2 separate regions of the Zea mays genome follow, and region 2 is linked to region 1. Evidence: chromatin contacts called from public Hi-C data. All regions are on one chromosome and are shown on one strand. Each heading gives the region's core, a stretch centred on a gene start, on an enhancer-like site or on the middle of the called end of the contact. The rest is flanking DNA. Distances are from core to core; before and after follow the strand shown.

Evidence for each region. A called contact is a pair of places that touch in the nucleus more often than the background predicts.
Region 2: a Hi-C map of endosperm shows a contact between it and region 1, with 4 times the contacts expected there. The contact joins the promoter of LOC103633162 here to the promoter of LOC103633160 in region 1. A contact is called at or near these places in 8 of 25 Hi-C or Micro-C datasets (bundle sheath, ear, endosperm and 2 more).

What each region holds. Positions count from the first base shown.
Region 1 is chr7:154,364,024-154,370,811 of Zm-B73-REFERENCE-NAM-5.0, reverse strand. It overlaps LOC103633160 (serine/threonine-protein kinase STY46), which reads left to right and starts at 1,721. Exons shown (of 16, transcript XM_008654846.3): 1 at 1,721-2,148; 2 at 2,289-2,403; 3 at 4,163-4,254; 4 at 4,388-4,504. The coding sequence starts at 1,889.
Region 2 is chr7:154,504,068-154,510,983 of Zm-B73-REFERENCE-NAM-5.0, reverse strand. It overlaps LOC103633162 (histone H4), which reads right to left and starts at 4,927. Exons shown (of 1, transcript NM_001301452.2): 1 at 4,104-4,927. The coding sequence starts at 4,716. The coding sequence ends at 4,405. LOC103633163 (a long non-coding RNA gene) reads right to left here and starts at 2,120. Exons shown (of 3, transcript XR_556378.3): 1 at 2,047-2,120; 2 at 1,816-1,963; 3 at 1,118-1,165.

The DNA.
Region 1 (6,788 bases), core at 472-2,971:
TATTCAAGAATTCTACCCTCATTTTTTAAGTGGGGTAGTGCTCCAATAAGGTCGATGCTGTGGAGAAAAAAAGAAGGCATGTGCATGTAGCAAGCTTGTGGAGGAGCAGATCATCCAAGCATATAAGTTTCTGGATGAGAAGTTGTCACCCAAGTTTTGTTGATGAAATACAAAAAGACTAATCAAGGAAGGGATCCATGGATAAGTTGTATAAGGTTTGCGTGTTGGTATCAAAACTTCTTCAGTAAGCTAGCTGCCAAGCGAAAGCTAGAAGCCTGAGGATGATCTTTGAGTAGCCAGAATCAGCGTTTGCAATCGGCAAGCGAATGCTTCTCAAAGGCCAAATTTTTGTTGAAGTTCCATCTCCTCGAAGAGTCTGCATAATAAAGATATGTAGCTGAAGTACCCCTTCTAAGCCGAATCTTGAGGACGAGATTCATTTTAAGTGGGGTAGATCTGTAGCACCCCGAAAATTCAAATCTTGAAAATTCCACAAACTCGCTCTAAATTCAAAATGAATTTTAAATTTCGTTTCAAAATGTTTGTTTGCGAGTTGATCTCAACATATAAAATATAGTGGTTTATATTCTCCCCAAAATCTTTTTCAAAATATCATACAAATATTTTCCTAGTTATCCCCTCAAATTTTTTTCCAGAAATATTGTCTAAATATTTCACCGATATTTCTCCAAATATTCTTGTTCTAAGAAATACCTTCAGAATCATTTTAAAGTCTCTACAAATATTTTCTTAATAAGTTTTCTCATGCTAATATGTATACATACGCCTCCGGTGTCATACAGTGACCTCTTCAAACTAATTTCACCTATACATAATTAATACTTCTTATCTCCCACTAATCTTCGCTTTCTCTCCAATCTCCCCACCTTGCATATAAATAAAGGGGCAATGACCTTTACTCATGTCATGCTAAGATATTTCATGGCAACTCTCTCCCACTCGCAGCCCGGGGCCCGCCAAGTTTTCAGCAGCCGGGTAAGACTACGTTCATCGCTGCACTCCAGACTTCCGTTTTCCTGCATGTGGCGGATACAGTCCCCGTTAGAGCATTCACCGGTTTACTCTATGGTTGCTACAGTGCTAGTGCTGGCGATGAGCAAACCTCTACGCTCGAGTTCTGTGCACATTGATGTTTGTTTGTTGGGAAAAAAATGTAATAAATGATGAATATGTATAGAAAATAATATTTTATAGTTATAACAAAATATATGAGATAGTTTAGAGAAAACGGTTATAGATGATAGAGATAGAGAGAGAGGTTACTGAGGTGACAAGATAATGGGTCTGTTTGGTTCAGTTTTTTTCTGGCCAGCTTTTCTGAGAATCTGGCTGTGGGGAGAATCTGTGTATCATTAGGATTACGTGCGGAAGAAGATAAAGATGTCCATAGGACTCAGGATCTAGAAAGTGACAGATTCCTATTATTGCAACGACTCAACCGATTATGTGTTTATGTTGATTTTGAATGATTTTTACTCAAACGAATTTTATAGAAGCTGACTGAAAAACTGAACGTTTAGCAGACCGCAGCAGCTTTTGGTGGCCAGAAGCTCAAAAAAGCTGAAACAAACCGGGGCAATGAATGGTGGCACGGTAGCACGATATAGGGAGAAAATAATATAGTGGACCGTGAGAGTTGAGCCAACAGTGTTCGGCTGGCGGTAGTCGCCGCAAAACGGAAATCTTTCGCCTCCGCCCCGCTGGCCGCTGCCGTTTCATTCACTTTCCAATTTCCTTTCCTCACCTCCATAAAAAAACTCGGCCACGGTTATTTATCTCTTTCGCTCCGCTTTCTCAATCACTGGGCCTGGGGGAGATCGAGACCTAGAGCGGAGGACGGGTGGGCGGCGCTGAGGGCCTTAGGCGAATGGCGGTAGAGGAGGCCGCGGAGAGCTGCGGCAGCCACGCCGCGGCCGCTGCGTCCGGCGGCGGCGCGGCGGAGCTCGCTACGTCCTCGTCATCGGCCGCCGCGGCGGTGCAGGCGCGGAAGCAGCAGCAGCAGCAGCGCCATAAGCTCGAGGTGTACACAGAGGTTCTCCGGCGCCTCCACGACGCCGGCCTGCCCGACGCGCGGGCGCCCGGGTTCGACGACGAGCTCTGGAACCACTTCAACCGCCTCCCCGCCCGGTGCGTGCTCGGTCACGCGCGCGACAGCGCTTCCTCCTCCGACAGTGACGTGGCGCGAATGCAATTCGCCCCCACCAGCGGTTTTCGCTCCGGGCGGCGGTCTGGGCTGGGCTCACCTGCACTCGCTTTGGTTTCTGCAGATACGCCATGGATGTGAACGTGGAGAGGGCGGAGGACGTGCTCACGCACAAGCGGCTTCTGGAGCAGGCCAAGGATCCGGCTCAGCGCCCGGCTTTCGCGGTGCGGGCCGTGCAGGTGATGATCTTCGAATGCAATTTTGCACGGCACTTAGCTAGTTAAAGTAGACAAAGTCAAGCACATCTTGTCCTAATATGTGCAATACGGTTTTGCCGACTGTTGAATTTAGTTGGTTGTTTCACTTGGTTGTGACCCATTCCTGCAATGGAGAATTCCAGTTCTCTGATCTTTTTCTTACTGTACTTATGTCATCTGTGTCAAGGCTGCACTGCTGGACTCACCTGAGTTGTAGGTATCCTTTGCGTCTATCGGCTTCGAAACAGAAGCATGCACTGTTTCACCTGATTACCTTTTGTAGTGGATTAATCTTCCACTGAGATGAGCTCATTGCTTTATCCTTTTGATCGAAAAATCCAACAAATCCTTCTGACCTCTTCATTGCCAAAAGCATAAAAGTAATGACATGGTGTTGCATTGATACCTTGCTGTTTAGGCTGAGTAAGTAGTCAGGGTACTGGTTGGGCTAACGGGAAATTTCGTTATGTTCTAAAAACTCGACCTGCGGGCAAGGTTATTAAAACGATAAAACGTTGGAACGCTCATGGGTGAAATTTTGACTTTTAAACGTTTAAACTTTGTTTAAACGTAGTTTTAAACAACATAGAAAAAATACCAATACATCATAATTTCAGACAATAATATGAAGTTAAATACCAAAACAGAGAGGTTATTGGCTTACCAAAACTTCACCCATGAGTTGGATTGAACCCCAAAAGTAACTAGTAGACTGGGCCCAAAAGTAGCTAATGGTCTAAAATGCATAAAACACTGCGTTTTACGGTTTAGAACGCCAAAACGCTAAAACGTGGTTTCAACCTCTAATTAGAGTTTTGACGTTTAAACGTAGTTTAAACATCGTTTAAACATAGTTTTAATAACACTGCCTGCGGGGGTAAGACAACCCCGAGTATTGTATATTAAGAAGAAGACCTTCTCACACAGATCGAGAAAACCCCCGAACTCCTACCCCACCCATACACAACGGCATCGAAGCCCATGTGAGAACGACTGCGACCAGGGCTGAGCCTTAGACCCGTGCTTTGGTGTGGGACAAACGAGGGGATTTTTTTAACCACAGCCTGAAATTCACTCCCACGGGGAGTCGAACCCAGGACCTGAGGAGTGCTACTCAGACCACTTAACCAACTTGGCTAGAGGAGCTTGTAAGGATTTCATTCTACTTCACTATGTCAAATTTGTATTCTATTGAGTGCTGACCACATGGTATTGTATTGAAATGTCGATTCAAACATTTGTGTTTATGCATTTCTCCGAAAATTGATCGTGCCGATAGTTCAATGTGTATGCATGTTTTGCTTTTGACCAAGTAACCATTCCTATAAATTAGATTTTAAGCTTTCCACAAGTGTCAATGCCCTTGTTTTAATTGGTAGTATGTTATCGTTCCTGAATTTCATCTTCTATTTTTGTACATAAAGTTTTCTTTTTCTTTTCTTTTTTTAACTAGCTGCTAAGTTAGCAATTGAAGGGCAGGCTTGCCTCGGCTTATTGAAACCCCCTGGTGTGGGAGCCTTTGGTCTGCTCCCTTTGCTGTAGCAATTAATAATATAACTAGCTGCTAAGTTAGCAATTGAAGGGCAGGCTTGCCTCGGCTTATTTAAACCCCCTGGTGTGGGAGCCTTGGGTCTGCTCCCTTTGCTGTAGCAATTAATATATAAAGGCCTTCAACTATTGTTTGTCATAGTTCATTCAACTATTGTTCATCATTATCCTTATTGGAGTCTTGATTCATTAGGTATCTCCAATTCTTGATGGGAATCAGACTGATGCTGATTCGAATACTGCAGGGGAGGAAGTCGCTTCAAGACTGTTGAACAGGCAGCAGAGGTATCTGTCTTTTCTCATCTATTTAATATTTTGGAGATTGGCAAATGACAATTATTTTGCATTACTGCTATGTGCAACAAAAAAAAATATTCGTTTGATTGGTCTTTGTTTAACACGCATGACTTGTTTCCAGCATACATCCTCCTCCTGCCTTTGGTTCTTCTACAAATCTTGAGGCCCTTGCTCTTGAAGCTAGCAAGTCTCATCAAGATCACGATAGCACCTCTGATAATTGTCGATCCCTGTACAGGTATTCTTTGCTTTTAAACTCTAGTTTCTAGGTACCTTTATTATAATATTCTGTCTTACAGCACCTTAGACATCCCACCATTTTTTCAACTAAATTAAACAAGGACCGAACCCCTGCCAGCTAGGTGCAAATTTGCTCCCTAGCCAGTGCAACCAGCTAGAGTACATGAAAAAAACCAAGCCCTTGGTGCAAGACCTCCCTGAGGCATTGATGGAAAGGTAGAAGATTCTCTTCCCCAGTGTCCAGAAAAGGCAAAGAATCCTGGCTGTCCAGTACGTCCCAGTAACAGCAAGGATGCACCTGCAGCAGGGGATCTGCTGCAACCATTACTGGACCACATATTTCTGGTGAGGAATAGGGAATCAAACTCTCAACCTGTAGGTTGCACTTCTGCATCCCTACCACTGCACTATGGGCACATTCTCAGTGAGATTTCACAATGACTCAATGAGTGATCTATTTGTTATGTCTAAATGGGAAACCCTAACCCCAATTCAGGGTAGGCATGTGTATATATATTGAAAGAGTATGGGCTGGGCCAAAGCCAATTTATACAGATACAAAAAACAGTAATCCAACACCCCCTGCAGTCGCAACTCTAGCGTATAAGATGTTGAGACTGGATCGAAACTCCGAGAACACCGTGGATGTGAGCCCCTCGGTGAAGATGTTGGTGAATTGCGAAGTTGTCAGGACGTGGAGGATGCAGACATTGCCGACAATGACACGCTCACGGACGAAGTGGAGGTCGATCTCCACGTGCTTCGTGCGCTAGTGCTGCATGGGATTGGTGGAGTAGACCACGTTGATGTTGTCGTAGACGAGGATGTCGCGTGCAAGAGGTTATGAAGCTCCTGGAGCACCTGACAGAGCCAAGACGCCTCGGTAACACTGTTGGTCACAACACTATACTCAGCCTTTGCGTTGGAGTGGGAGACGACAAGCTATTGCTTGGAGGACTAGGGGACGAGATTGGTGCCCAAGAACATGACATAGACAGAGGTGGTCCGACGAGTGTTGGGGCAGCCGATGTCGGTGTAGGCAACCAACTCATAAGTCAGAGAGGGTCAAAGAAGAAGACCGTAGTCGATGGTGGCACAGAGGTAGCGAAGAATCCACTTTGCAGTGGTGAGGTGTGGTTCCCGCGAGGTGCGCATGCGAAGGAACACCTACTGGATTGCGTAGGCGATGTTGGGCCGAGTGAATGTGTGAGGTATGTAGAGCCTCGGGGAGGCTTCGGTAGGACATCACGTCGTTGATCGAGGCGTTGTCGTTGTTAGGGACCTTCGCTTGAGTGTCAACAGGTGTGGAGCAAGGCTTGTAGTCTGACATGTCAGCCTGCTCAAGAATGTCAATGGTGTACTAGCGCTGGTGAAGGAAGAGGACCTAGAGCTGGTGCTCCATGGTGACCCCTATGAAGTGGCGGAGAGGGCCCAATTCCTTTATCTCGAACTCGCACTGCAGGGAGGCAATGGTGCGCTGAAGACGGGCGGCACTGGATGCCGTGAGCACGATGTCGTCGACGTAGAGCAGAAGGTAAATGGTGTCGTCACCGCGCCGAAGGATGAATAGGGGTGTGTCTGACTTGTTCTCAATGGAGCCGAGGGAGACAAGTAGGAGGCAAAGTGACTGGACTAGGCCTGCGGGGCCTGCTTGAGGCCATATAAAGAGCGGCTAAGCTTACACACCATACCCGGTCGAGTGGAGTCGATGAAGGCGACGAGCTGGCTGCAGTACACTGTCTTCATCAGAGTGCCATGGAGGAAGACATTCTTGACGTCCAGTTGGTAGACCACCTAGGCTTGGGAGAGGGTGAGAGATGATGGAATAAGTCTTGAGCATCTAGAGGACAACAGTCGTTTTTTGACTGTCCTCTGTAGTCCCTTTAGCATCTAGAGGACATCAGTCGCATTTTGACTGCCCTCTGTAGTCCCTTTAGCATCTAGAGGACAACAGTCCCTTTTGACTGTCCTCTGTAGTCGACAGCAGTCGCTTTTGACTGTCCTCTGTAGTCTCTTTAGCATCTAGAGGACAATCCTGTTGTGTAGTATGTGTGAGAAAGTGTGGTAGTGCAGCCTCTAGGGCTATAAATATGTGTCTCCAACCCTTAGATGGGTATGACATTATGTAGTGTTTGAGGAAATAAACAGAAAATTGCCCCAACTCATAGTGTCATCCTCTTGATGAGAGTTAGAGTCCCTCTACTTACAATTGGTATCAGAGCAAAACTATCCTGTAGCCTAAACATCTCTTGCTCATCTCCTTCCCGCGCCTCTCCCCACAC
Region 2 (6,916 bases), core at 3,678-6,177, 140 kb before region 1:
CGATTATTTTGACTGCAACTCTAGTAAATTATAGAGACAAAAATACTATGGATTAAAACCAAACAAACAGACTCGAGAGCTTAATATGGAACGTGGAGGAGATCAACTGCAAGTCTGCAACCTGGCTACCTGCGTGAGCACATGAAGCTGGGGAGCAACGCAAGCCAGCTGGACACCAATAGCTTGTATATTGGATTTTTTTTTTGTTTCGTTTTTTCATTTGCTTCACTTTGTTCTTCTTCGTTCCTACGATTGCTAGCCTTATAATTTATTGTTTCATTAGATTTGGTTTGGTGGAATATTAAAATTCTAGCAGTCTATATCGTTTGCTAATTGGTCAATCTATTTTGGGATAACCAAAACCCAAATAAACCCGATTTTTCGGGAACCCAAAATTTTGGGTTTTGATGTTTCGAGGTAATCTTGGATACCAATTCTTAAAACTTGAATTTTAAAAAATTCGAATTATCTGATAAAAAAGATCGGGTAACTCGATGCCCAACTCTAGATGGCCTTTAACATGAGCTTATCTGCTTCAAACGAAAAGGTAGTCTATGAGTTTAGTTAAAGTTAGAAGACCGGAGTTCGTGTGTCGGTGTTTGGCTTAGACTGTCTCCCACCATGCTACCTAAAATTAGAGATGTATTCAGTAATCTGCCTCGCGCCAGAGCACAAGGTCGCGTACGCATTTGTAACATTCTCCAACGGCAGACGCAAAAGAGAACCCCTGGGCCGGGCTGTTTCACTCGCGCGCTTAGGCGGAAGCTTCACGCGGGAATGGCGTATCTGGGCGGGAATAAGTTAATGTGTTCGCGGGAACCACCTAGACAGCGGCAAAAGTTACCGCGTTCTCTCCATCGTGGCCTCGTGAAGCCCCAAGGCAGCAAGTCGGCAGCAGCTTGGCGGCAGGAATCAATAAAGTAATCTCGTGCCGGAGTATAAAGTAATCTTACTTTTCAATTTCTTTGTGCAATGCGAGTATAAAGTTTACGATTGTGCCTTTTGTACTGCATTTTTTTGGATTTAGGTAGCAGCCGCTATTGTTTGCATGGCTTGGAGGTATCTGAAAACTTCGATGCTACAAATTAGCCATGTATTTTGTTATGTCACCTCTTTTCTAGAACTGTAATCAGCTTGCTTATTAGCCCTGCTCCTTCTCTGTTGGCTGCTACAAATTGTATGTGTTGGCATGCATTCTCAACACAAATGAGATCAACAATCACAAATTAAGTTTGAAATGAGCTTGACTGCTCCAGTTAAATAAGTTTGACATGCAACATTCAAAGTTGGACTGCTACAAAAGTTTGGCATCCAGCACTCAAAGTTCGACTACTAAGAAGGATTATCAATCATCATTGCTCGAAGGGGTGGTGAAACCTCGACGCTCCAGTATCTGGCGTTGCATGCCCAGATAATAGCTTTTCTGGTAGGAAGGGACCTTCTCTATGTCAATTGACATAATTCCAGTCTCGGCTGAGATCAGTTGCGCCTCAGTTTGTTTCTCCCGGATCTCAGCTTCCTTCTTGTGTTGCTTGATGCTTACCTTCACCTGCTTCTTCTGAAGGTTCAATAGATCCCTCTGAATTTTAATTTTTTCATCCTTTCTGTTCAATATTTCAATCATCTGTTGGTCTTGCTTCTTCTCTGTCATCTCTGATTTCTCATGCAAGCGTTGAAGGACATCAACTGCCTTGCTTGATGCCGATGAGTCTGCCACTCCAGCCGCTCTACGCCTCTTTGTTGCATCACGCCCTTCAGGTCTTGATGTACCACCATTTCCTGGTTCATCAAGTCCCATAGTGGTGTGGCCTTTACCTGCCTCGGGTGGCACTTGAGAAGATGGTGGCTTACTGATGGTCTCTAGGAACCTATTGTTCCATTTCGCCTCGTTGCGAAGTAGCTTCCAGCAATGCATGAAGACAAAGGGTTCACCCTTCTCATACATGAAAACAGCATCATCAATCTGCAATTGCAATTTAAGTGGTACATGTTAGAAATTAGATATGTTGAAATTACACGAATGTGACAAGGTTGGGAATATTGTACTCGATCCTGCTCGCTTTTACTGCTCTCATTGTGCCTATCTACTGATGATTTGAGGGCACAAAACTTATTCACTGCCTTCTGTATGGCTCCCAACCTATGTTGAATTGAGATCTGGCTACGGTTGGAACCTTCTGGTTTGCACTTGTTGAAGTATTCATGCATGAGTTTGTAATACCCACCCGAAGTTTGATTGACACCTGCATGTTGTTAATTTCAATACAAAATATACAACTTGTGCCTGTGCTAACACTGTAATCGGAAAACATACCTGTAATAGGGTCTTTGCTAACATTGAGGAATGTCGAGCAAATCACAATATCCTCCTGTTTGGTAAAAGAACCTCCTCTCCTCGACACAACCTTTTGTTTTGCGCCCTTCTGAGATTTCTTTGTGCCCTTCTGAGATTTCTTTGATGGGGCATCCACATTCTCCATATCTATATTACTGTCCGAGTCATGTTCGTACATCTAGCTAGATTGGTCGAAGCTGGCCATGTTGTACTAGTAAAAAATAAATTTTTTTTTGCTAAATAGCACTACAAAATTAAACCAACATCAGTTCAGGAATGTGCTTGCAGTAAAACCTGGGTAGGCTGAGCATCATCAAAGTCTTGAAGTGCAGCAGTAAAACCATTAGCCCACTGGTCTTGCCCAAACAAATCCTGGGCTTGCTCATTACCATCCGTGCAACCATCAAAATTTTGTTCCATCTCGTACTATAACAAATCCATGTTCAGACACCGTTTCATATAGCAAATGTATACAAACTTGTAGATATAATAAACATACTCTGATAAGCCTAGCCAAAAGAACAAAATGTGACTGAAATATCCTTTGGATGTTCGACATTGATATGGCAGCAAAGGAGAAGATAAATCACTGTCTACAATACGGATCGAAATCTCGTCTTCGATTAAAAAATCAACTAGATCTGAGAGAGGCGGAAGGGCCAATGAACCTGAGAGAGAGACGTACCTCAGATGTGGTCGTCCGCGTCGGTTGCCGGTGACCGCGTGCGCCGTCGCCGGTGGGGGTGTGCGCCCGTTGCGGGTGGTCGTCTGCGCCACCAACTCGCTGCTCTCTTCGGCCTCCCCTCCCGACAGTTGGTTTGCCAGGGTTTGAGTCGTGGGTAGAGAGGACTCAGTTTTAGGTGCCGAGGGGTCCAGCGTCGTAGATGCGTATTTAGTTTGCATAGTCCGTTGGAAGCATTTTCCAAGCGCTACAGTGCTACAAGGCCAGGCAATTTGTGTATGCATATTGTATTGGCTACTCGGTTGGAGATAGTCTTAGAATGTTTGGATGCCTATTATGATTATTAAATAGGAGTATAATATAATTATAAAATTAATTATACAACTAAAGACTAAACGGAGAGATAAATTTATTAAATTTAATTAATCCATAATTAATAAATGTTTACTATACCATCAAATGAGCAAATCAAGTTTAATATGTTTATCTTATCATTTACTCACTCTGGTGTCATATTAGTTATCGTTTTAGGTATGGTTTGAGTCAAACTTATAAAATTTTGAGTACAAATAGTTTTAAAACATAATATTTATATACACCTATTTGTCTTAACAAGTAATTTTATAAAAGTATAAATATATTAAAAGATTATTTATATTTTAACAAAAAAACATTGGTAAAAGGTATATTTTACAGATCGCATCACTATTCTAAACGATAACTAATAGTAGATCGGATGAAGTAGTTTTTATCTATGCAGTTATTTTTTTTTGAAAGAAAAAGGCAAAAGATTTGTCATTTCAATATATTAGACGAAAGAGAAAAATTGTACAAAAACTGGCAAAAAAACTAACACCAAAAACCAAAACAACTTGCAAAGTAAGACCTAGCTAGAACACTGACACTTAAAAAGCAAAAAAAAACCTAAGCCCTGACCAAGCCCCCAGCCACTACAGGCAGGCTAATGCAATTAATTTATAATTAGACTATTTTTTATGTGATAGCTGAAGACAAGGTTGTATTCTGACAGGAAAGGTAAGAACAAAATCCCAGTCGTAAAGAAATCAGGTTGCCGATACCAAGCATGCCAATAAAGGATTCATACCAAAAATAAAGGCCACAGCAGCTCCAAGATCGGGAGCAAGAACCGCAAGAATTGCTAGGTAATCGTAGTTATCATTTCATTTCTGCAAGGGAAACAACTAAGATACAACTAGGAGTTGAACTCTTTGTACTACTACACGACATCACATGGACCACCAAACACCAGATCGAAACATAGATCTAGGAATCTGGTACCTTCCCACAGAATGGAAAGCACAGAACAGGGAACCCAAAGGAGAAACGCCACCAGTACTAGGCCCACCCCCAGATGGAGAGGGCGCGCTTAGCCGCCGAACCCGTAGAGGGTGCGGCCCTGGCGCTTGAGGGCGTAGACGACGTCCATGGCGGTGACGGTTTTTCGACGGGCGTGCTCAGTGTAGGTGACGGCGTCGCGGATGACGTTCTCGAGGAAGATCTTGAGCACGCCGCGGGTCTCCTCGTAGATGAGCCCGGAGATGCGCTTCACGCCGCCCCTCCTCGCAAGCCTCCGGATCGCCGGCTTCGTGATCCCTTGGATGTTGTCGCGGAGCACCTTGCGGTGCCGCTTGGCGCCGCCCTTGCCCAGCCCCTTGCCGCCCTTGCCGCGCCCAGACATCGCCGCCGGAGAGGAAGGAGACTCTACTGGTGCTGCTGCTACGAGGGAATTGGAGGTCTCGAATTCGGTGCGGCGTAGGAGAGGATTTGAGGTGGGTTTAAAGGGGAGGATTTGGGAGAGTGCGCGGGGGGAGATGGGGAAATTTTTGAGTCGTGCTTTGGGCGCGAGGCGAGGAATTTCGGGGGATGAGTGCGTTGGAGACGTCAAATCGGGTTTGGATGGTGGGATGGGTTTTGGCGCTTTTGCCGCGGTTCGTCAGGTGGACAAGCGAATCCGTGGGTGTGAGGGTCGTAGGCGTTGAACTTGATCGGATGGCAGAGGACTCGTTAGCTGCGATTGGAGCGGATCAATGACGTGGCGAAGGTTCGCCGGCTCGAAGAGTACTAGACCTTGTGGTACTGGTGGGCTTTGCTTTGAGCCTTTGACAGGCTGCTCAAGGACGGGGCCTGCTGTGCTGCGCTCCGAGCACCCAACAACACTAGGGATGATATGATAGTTGATAACTAAATAGCTATATATTTAACATTTTAGGATAGTTTTATTAGGCCTTATCAATAGTTCAATTAACTCGGTTAGATGAATCTTGGAACCAAAATTTTCCGGTTATCCAAAATGTGGAACCGGAATTTAGAGCAACTCCAATAGTTCTCTAAAAAGAGCTCGCTAAAACCATTTTAGCAAGTTGCTAAATAGCTATTGTAAGTAAAAAATAAATTAGTCTCCAATAGTTGCTCATATTTAGGAAGTAGTTCGATTTTGAATCTTGCTTTGGCAGCCCTGCCCCATGAGATCTGGCTGACGGTAAGGTTGAGAGCAGAGAATGTCGAGGGCGAAAGAGAAAAGGTCGATCGACATGAACTATGGAGGAGTGGTGGTCCGGTGGCGCAACCTATGAGGCAGTTGGGTCCGACGGTAAAGGAGAAATTTGTGTCAAATGTGTGTGACCTAGCTACCCTACTGTGCTAGAAAGTGAAAAAAAGAGTGTGTTATCGAGTTGCTAAATGTGGAAAGTATAGTTGGATAGCAACTAACTAAATTTAGCAAATCTATTTAGAGAACAATTAGAGAAGCATTTTTCTATTCACTTCTTAAATTTAAGATTTAAAGAGTTGTTTTGAGAACTATTGGAGTTGCTATTATATTGGTTCCATTCAGTTCGATCAATTAGTGTTTCCGGTTTCCTCACCCGCAACGCACGCGACGGCGGAAACCTAGACATACGCGCCGCCGTCGCCTTCATCTTCTCCACCGCAGAGATTCCGGAATCGGCCGGTCCTCATTCCCCTCCTTACACCGGTCAGTCATCCACCGTCGTCGCCTTCATTCTCTCCGCCGCATTCGTGTCACCGAGTCACTTCGTTCGTTCACCCAACTATATTTGAAGGAAGCACCAAATAATCGCATTGGAGCAGCGGTAATCAGTAAGTTCTAAATCACCAACATTCTATTTAATTCGTTGATTTTATCGTGGTTCTACATTTAGTTCGTCAGTTTTCTATTTCACTATACATTTGATTATGCTGCCGCCAACATATGAGCAAACACACATAGTACATCAGTTATTCAGATTGTCGTCACCATCAGACCGATTTGGCATATACAACCAACTTTTTTAGTCGCTAGTAGCCTTAGTTCGATTATGCTGCCCGGTAATGATAGTAACAATCGAATCTTTTATTTTATATTTTTGTTTCGTTTATGTTGGTCATTAACTAAATAACACTATCCGTGAAGTCAAGATTTTATGCCTAGATTCCGGAAGCAAACCCTCTCGTAACACGAATGTTTACAAAATGTAATTATGCTCTCCTGCACCTGATATCTACATATCAGTGTAACTGAACTGTTTACCTTCTGATATTTACCTGCATTTCATATTTACACAAACTGTATCGTAAATCAGATTCACCTTCTAGTAACTCAATTGTTTCATATATCGAAACACAAATTAGCGTAACTTCAATGTTAATTTAGCGTAAGTCATTTAGTGTAACTCGTGGTCCATCCCATCCTATGCATGTTTTGAACGTATTGAAGACCCACTCGAATGTATCGACTATCTCGTCTCCTAGTAAAGCAAACGCAAATATTGTGCACCGTAGGTGATGGTTCGAACCAACAAACATGTCTAATGGCTTATCATACATATTAGTCTTATGTGTAGTATCAAAGTTAACTGCATCACCAAAGTCAATGTACT